Regions from separate parts of the Sus scrofa genome. Here region 2 is linked to region 1. The links are chromatin contacts, called in public Hi-C maps. All regions are on one chromosome and are shown on one strand. The core of a region is the stretch at or near the end of the contact, and the rest is flanking DNA. Distances in the headings are between cores, read along the strand shown.

Region 1 (2,793 bases), core at 83-2,582:
TGCCCCTCAAAAATCACAAAGGTAGACTGCAGGGTTAAAACTAAAAAGCCCAATTGGCAGGGAAGGAAACTTGGGTGGAGGCTCGCTTATTTACTGGAGAATTTCGCTTAAAATGGAGTTTGGATATTGATAAAAAAGGAAACGCATGGAAAAATCATCAGGTATGAGCACAACTCCCCTTCGCCCCACCCCCACCCCCGCGCCCGCTATTCTCCAAAAAAGACATTCCTTTATGTAAGCACGAAACAAACTTCGGAAGCTGCGGATATCCTGAGAACCTACTGGGTGGCCCCAATTAAAATCACAGGCGCACATACAGCTTAAAACGAAAACCATCCATATGACCGCCTTGTCAGTTTCAGATCAAGATATTTTTCCAAAACTGTCCTCAAATCCGAGGCGGCTCCCCCGCCTCCGAATGCGCCTCAGATGGCTTTGGAAAGCCAAAAGCGAGTTTCAGAAGGGATACGTATGGGGAGGTCTGGTCAAAAGACTGAAAAACAAGGCGGTGGGCGAGGGGGTTGGGGAAGAGCAATGTGGCTGGGGAAGAGCAATGTGGCTGAGACGCGGCCAGTGAGCCAGAAAGACGGCGGCTTCACAATGAGAGGAAGAGACTGCGACAATCGCCGGCTCCCGGTCCCTGGCAGGGAGTGATGGCGAGGCCGAGGGCGCTCAGAGCGTGGGAAGACGGGAAGGGGGTGCAGGATGAAGTGAGAGAGTCGCTGGCCAGACAGGGAAGCCAAAGACCACACAAGCAGGTGCCAAACCCCCAGGCAAGGAGGTATGGGCTTGGGATACTCACCGTGTAGAGTAGGTTCAGCGCACACAGGCAGTTCTTGGAACAAGCGAAGCCCCCGCAAACCATCTTGTAGCCTGTGGTTCCCGGCAGGCTCCTCTACAGGTAAAATCTGGCTCCGGCTGAGCCTCCGGACAGCCTCTTTGTCCTTGCCTTTGGGGCCTGGCCGAGGCGAGGCAGCAGCGGGGACACTGGTGGGGAGACCGGGGCTTGGGTAGGGGTTGCAGTGTGCTACGCGCCCGCGGCGACTCCGACCCGCTCCGAGACCTGCGGCCACAGCAGCTGGAGCCGGAGCCTGAGCCTCGCCCAGCACCCCCGCCTCGCCCCGCGCACTGATTGGCCGCCGGCGGGGAACAAAGGTAGAAATATGCAAATAAATGCGCTCAGCTAGCTTGGATCCGGGAGGGGCGGAGCGGCCCCTGGGAGAGAGGGAAGGGGCGGAGGCGGTGGGGGAGGGTGCCCGAGGCTAGAATGTGTGACTGCGACCTTGCTTGTTTCCTGGGGAGCAGGTGAGGAGAAATGGGCGGCGCTCCACCGAAATCCACGCTGGCAAGGAGAAAGATGACAGCACCTCTCGATTCTTGGCCCCAGCGGGTGACGTGGCACCATTTTGAACGAGATCTTAAAATTAAGCACCTGACCTTGTGAAGGAAGGAAGGAAGCAAGCAAGCAATAAATGAATACATGTGAAAGATTTAAAAGAGAGAATAAGTGAGAAAAATAAAATTATACGGTCTCCACCTCAGTCAATTCATTAGCACTTTCAATGTCTACTGTAGAAATGTGTCATGTAGCCTCAGATTCCTCATCTGTAAATCGGAATATTAATGGTATGTCAACCCCTTTTTGCACAGCACCTGGCACAGAGTAAGGACTTGGTAAATATCGGCAAGTATTAACATATCTAACAGTTTTTGAGTACCTACTGTGTTCCAGGCACTAAGCTAAGCCAATAAATATTTCATGGTGCCCACTACAAAAAAAAAAAAAAAAAAAAGTTCTTACAGAGAATTTTCAAATACTTATAAGAAACCTAAAGGTTCATGCTAAGTAAATTATATCATAGCAAATGAAACATTGTAAATAAAACAATGCAGCTAATTAAAATAACTTATCTTTTTAGAATTGTCTGCTCCCTTTACCTCCCCAGACCCAACCACACCAGGAAAGCCACATTCTAGAGCTTTTGTACCCCATGTTAGTTAACTTTTTGTATACAACCAAAATGAGTTCTAATTTTTTTTTTTCAACTGGATGACCCTCAAACCCAAATAATACTTTGGCAGTCAGCTTTCCATTTTAGAAGCCAGAGGCTTACTAAAGAAGAAAAATTAAATAAATAACAAAATCCTACTGTATAGCACAGGGAACTATATTCAGTACCCTGTAATAAACCACAGTGGAAAAGAATATTAAAAAGAACCATTTTGCTGTACACCAGAAACAAATACAATGCTGGTAAATCAACTATACTTTTAAAAAAGAAGAATTATTGGGGAGATCTCTTCTTCCTCTTCTCATTCCTGGATGTCACCAACACTGCTACCACTTCAGCATTACTCGACCAACTATGACGATTCTCTCTGCTTTCTTCATAATACCGTCTACTCTCCCTGTGGGTTAAATCTCTTTTTCTTGTAGAAATGTCCCCTATCCATCAGAGACCCAACAGGAAGGAGATGCTCATTCAAATGATTGAGAAGAGTTTAATAAAGAGACTATTTTGAAAATGTGGACAAGGTTAAAGAAAGCCAACAAAGGGTGGTGAAGCAGCTCAGAGCTAGCAAGAGCAGGCAAGTATAATTCCCTTAGGTCTGAGGGGCTCGTTTAAGGGAGCAGTTACAGAAACCAGGCAAGAGCTGCAGTTGTAGGAGGGCTGGCTAATAGAACTTGTGGCCTATAAGAGAAAAAGACAACAGAACGACTGAAAAGTGGAAAAGAAAACAAGTGAATATAGTGGGGTTTCTGCTTAGAATTTGGATGGATAAATTTGACAA
Region 2 (2,793 bases), core at 109-2,608, 45 kb before region 1:
ACCCCTGGCCTGGGAACCTCCATATGCCACAGGTGCAGCCCTAAAAAGCAAAAAACGAATAAATAAAATAAAAAATAAAAAATAAAAAAATTCAGACCCTCAGACATACATATTCACTGAATAGGCACTGAATATTTTTTATCACAGAAATTTCTATTGGGTGGTACTGACCTAGAAGATAGGTTGAGAAGGATTGTGTGGCTGTGTCTGGACAGGAGGAAGGATTGTCCTGGCCCATCAGCAATGCCCCCTAAAGGTGCTGGGAGGACCAGGGGAAGCACATTCCAAATGTACTAGCCATTCCTGAGATAACAATATATAACTACTGCTGTAGCTCTGATTTGACCCTTAGCCTGGGAACTTCCATATGCCACAGTTGCAGCCATAAAAAGCAAAAAAAAAAAAAAAAAAAATATATATATATATATATATATATATATATATAGTGTCTAGTAGTGCGTTTGACTCTCATAATTTTTGCCCACATTAGTGCTTGACAACATGAAGAAAGCTCTCAAGTTGCTGAAGACTGAATTGTAGAGGGAAAAACAAAACCTCCAAGCTCCTCCCTCTGTGTTAGGCCTTAAGACCTGGAATCACAGAAGTTCTGAGAAGACTGTGGAGAAGGCACTGGTGAACATACTCATTAGTCTTCGGTTTCATGTTACAACAGCTATTTTTTAAAATTTGGTTTTAAGTATACATGTGTGAACACTACCTAACTGTATACTACCATAGTGAGCCATGATTTTTTACAAAATAAATCCTTTTAGGGGTGTTCAAACTGTGTTTTTTTTTCCCCCAACCTGGTCTTTCACAGGAAAGCTATTTGGTTCATTCGCCGAATAGGATTTTTAGACACACAAATATTCAAAAAGGGGACGAGACAAACCTAGTTCCAGCAATGACTACCAAAGATAGTCAGTTATCATCTCATCTCACTACAGTTTCTCACCAGGGAACTAAAAGTAGATAAGAGTTTGAACAACAGAAGTATCAAGTGATATCTTCTAGTGTGAAAGAATATCTAGAAGGGCATCCCAGGAAGATCAGTACCTAATTGAAGACCACCCCTCCTCACTCTTGGGAGAAATTCCTAGATACATGCTGGAATTTAACAATTAAATTTTAGTTAGATTTTCCTTTCAGGGAAAGCCTCTGGCAAATAGCTTTCTCCCTCAGAAGACTAATTTTGGGAAAAAGTCATTCAAAGAACATCAGTGAACACACTCCAATGAAATCCTGAGAATTAGGAGTTCCCGTTGTGGCTTAATGGGTTAAGGGCATGACGTATTCTCTGTGAGGATGTGGATTGGATCTCTGGCCTCACTCAGTGGGGTTGAGGATCCAGATTTGCTGCAGGCCATGGCATGGCCACAGATGCAGCTTGGATCTGGTGTTGCTGTGGCTGTGGCGTAGGCTGGCAGTTACAGCTCTGAAATGACCTCTAGCCCAGGAACTTCCATATGCCACAGGTACGGCTGGAAAAAGAAAAAAAAAAAAAAAATCCTGAGAATTAGCCTCCTAACATACTTGGTTTCTTCAGGTTTTGGAGTACTGGCCTGGAATAACTTCCTTTGACTTGTTCCCATTTTCGTCACCCGAGGGTGGCTGGCTGGGAGAAGAGCAAAGGGCAGTGATATGTCTCTGGGGTAGAGGTCACTACTTATCTTTGGAAAGTTGAGAGAAGAGATGACATCAGATAGGGGAGTAGCTTCAGCTACTTTTAACTCTTTACTGTGCCTGACAAAAGTTAGAACTGTGTGTTAATTTCTTCACTACATATTTAAGCTACATGCATTGTTATGTATAATGCCTTTATCACCGCACCTCCACTGCTTTCTTCGGCCTCTGAATAGCTGTAGTGGTTTGTGTAATGCTTTGCATACTGAATATCTATTGCTTGTCTGTTATAACTTCTTTGGTTGTTTGTTTGGCTAGAGCCTTTTCTGAATAGATCCTTTGCCATTATTAACTTTTCCAGTGAATACTGTTTAAAAATTTCTCTCTGACACAGTCAGTACTGTCCAAGAGCTCAGCACTAATAGGTTCGAAGCCTATGCTGTTGATTTAACAACATACAAATCCTTAGCAAAAATATCACCAGTGGGACTGAGTGCTCTTCTCATAAGTAGGTAACCTACCTGTGCTTAAAAAGGTAAATTATTCCATTTAGAAAGCTAGAGTTTCACTTATATACACAAATATTTTGAATGACAACTTCTAAGCTACTTAAGTTTCCCTTACTATAAAGCAAAATAATGTTTTTAAAATTGGGCAGATGTGAAATAAGATTAAGTCCTTAAAATGTATTGAATGACAAAATGCTATTTAACAACCCAAATAATTTAAAAAATACAAATAAGTCTCTAAGTCAAACGACAAGTTGCAAGGAAAATGAGTCTCCTTTAGCAAAGTGTTAAAGAAATAGTCAATTTAAAAATATGATTAACTTTGACCCAGTTTCCTCTACTTCTAAGAATTTGTCCTAAGGAAATCATTCAAGAGAAACAGTTCTGTGAGTATACCAACAAAAACATTATTTATACACACCAAAAAAAAAAAGCTAATGATTACACAGTTCATTAATACAAAGTGTACTATATCATCATCTGTAAAAGAAAAAAACCATTGGGGAGAAACAAAAAGGGTACGTGAAAGAGGAAAAGATTTTATGAATTTCTATGCTATGATATTACAATATGGGAAATGTGTACATACACAGGTTAGAAAAAGAAGCTGTGAACATAAAAATAGTTGTTTTAAGGTTATGGAAATATAACAATGGCTGTT

Evidence for each region. A called contact is a pair of places that touch in the nucleus more often than the background predicts.
Region 2: a Hi-C map of liver shows a contact between it and region 1, with 2.1 times the contacts expected there. The contact joins the enhancer-like site here to the promoter of TSPAN13 in region 1. A contact is called at or near these places in 1 of 5 promoter capture datasets (liver), 4 of 47 Hi-C or Micro-C datasets (liver and skeletal muscle) and 1 of 2 datasets of contacts at active chromatin or transcription factors (alveolar macrophages).

What each region holds. Positions count from the first base shown.
Region 1 is chr9:85,994,920-85,997,712 of Sscrofa11.1, reverse strand. It overlaps TSPAN13 (tetraspanin-13), which reads right to left and starts at 1,332. Exons shown (of 6, transcript XM_021063408.1): 1 at 803-1,332. The coding sequence starts at 865.
Region 2 is chr9:86,040,061-86,042,853 of Sscrofa11.1, reverse strand. AGR2 (anterior gradient 2, protein disulphide isomerase family member) reads left to right here. Exons shown (of 8, transcript NM_001244968.1): 8 at 491-578. The coding sequence ends at 540. Among named protein-coding and RNA genes, the nearest start is that of AGR2, 12 kb to the left of the region's middle. Within about 2 kb of position 1,358, at least 7 of the 83 cell types and tissues checked have an H3K27ac peak or open chromatin away from gene starts, as enhancers often do. A contact at or near this core is called in alveolar macrophages and liver, where this site is marked.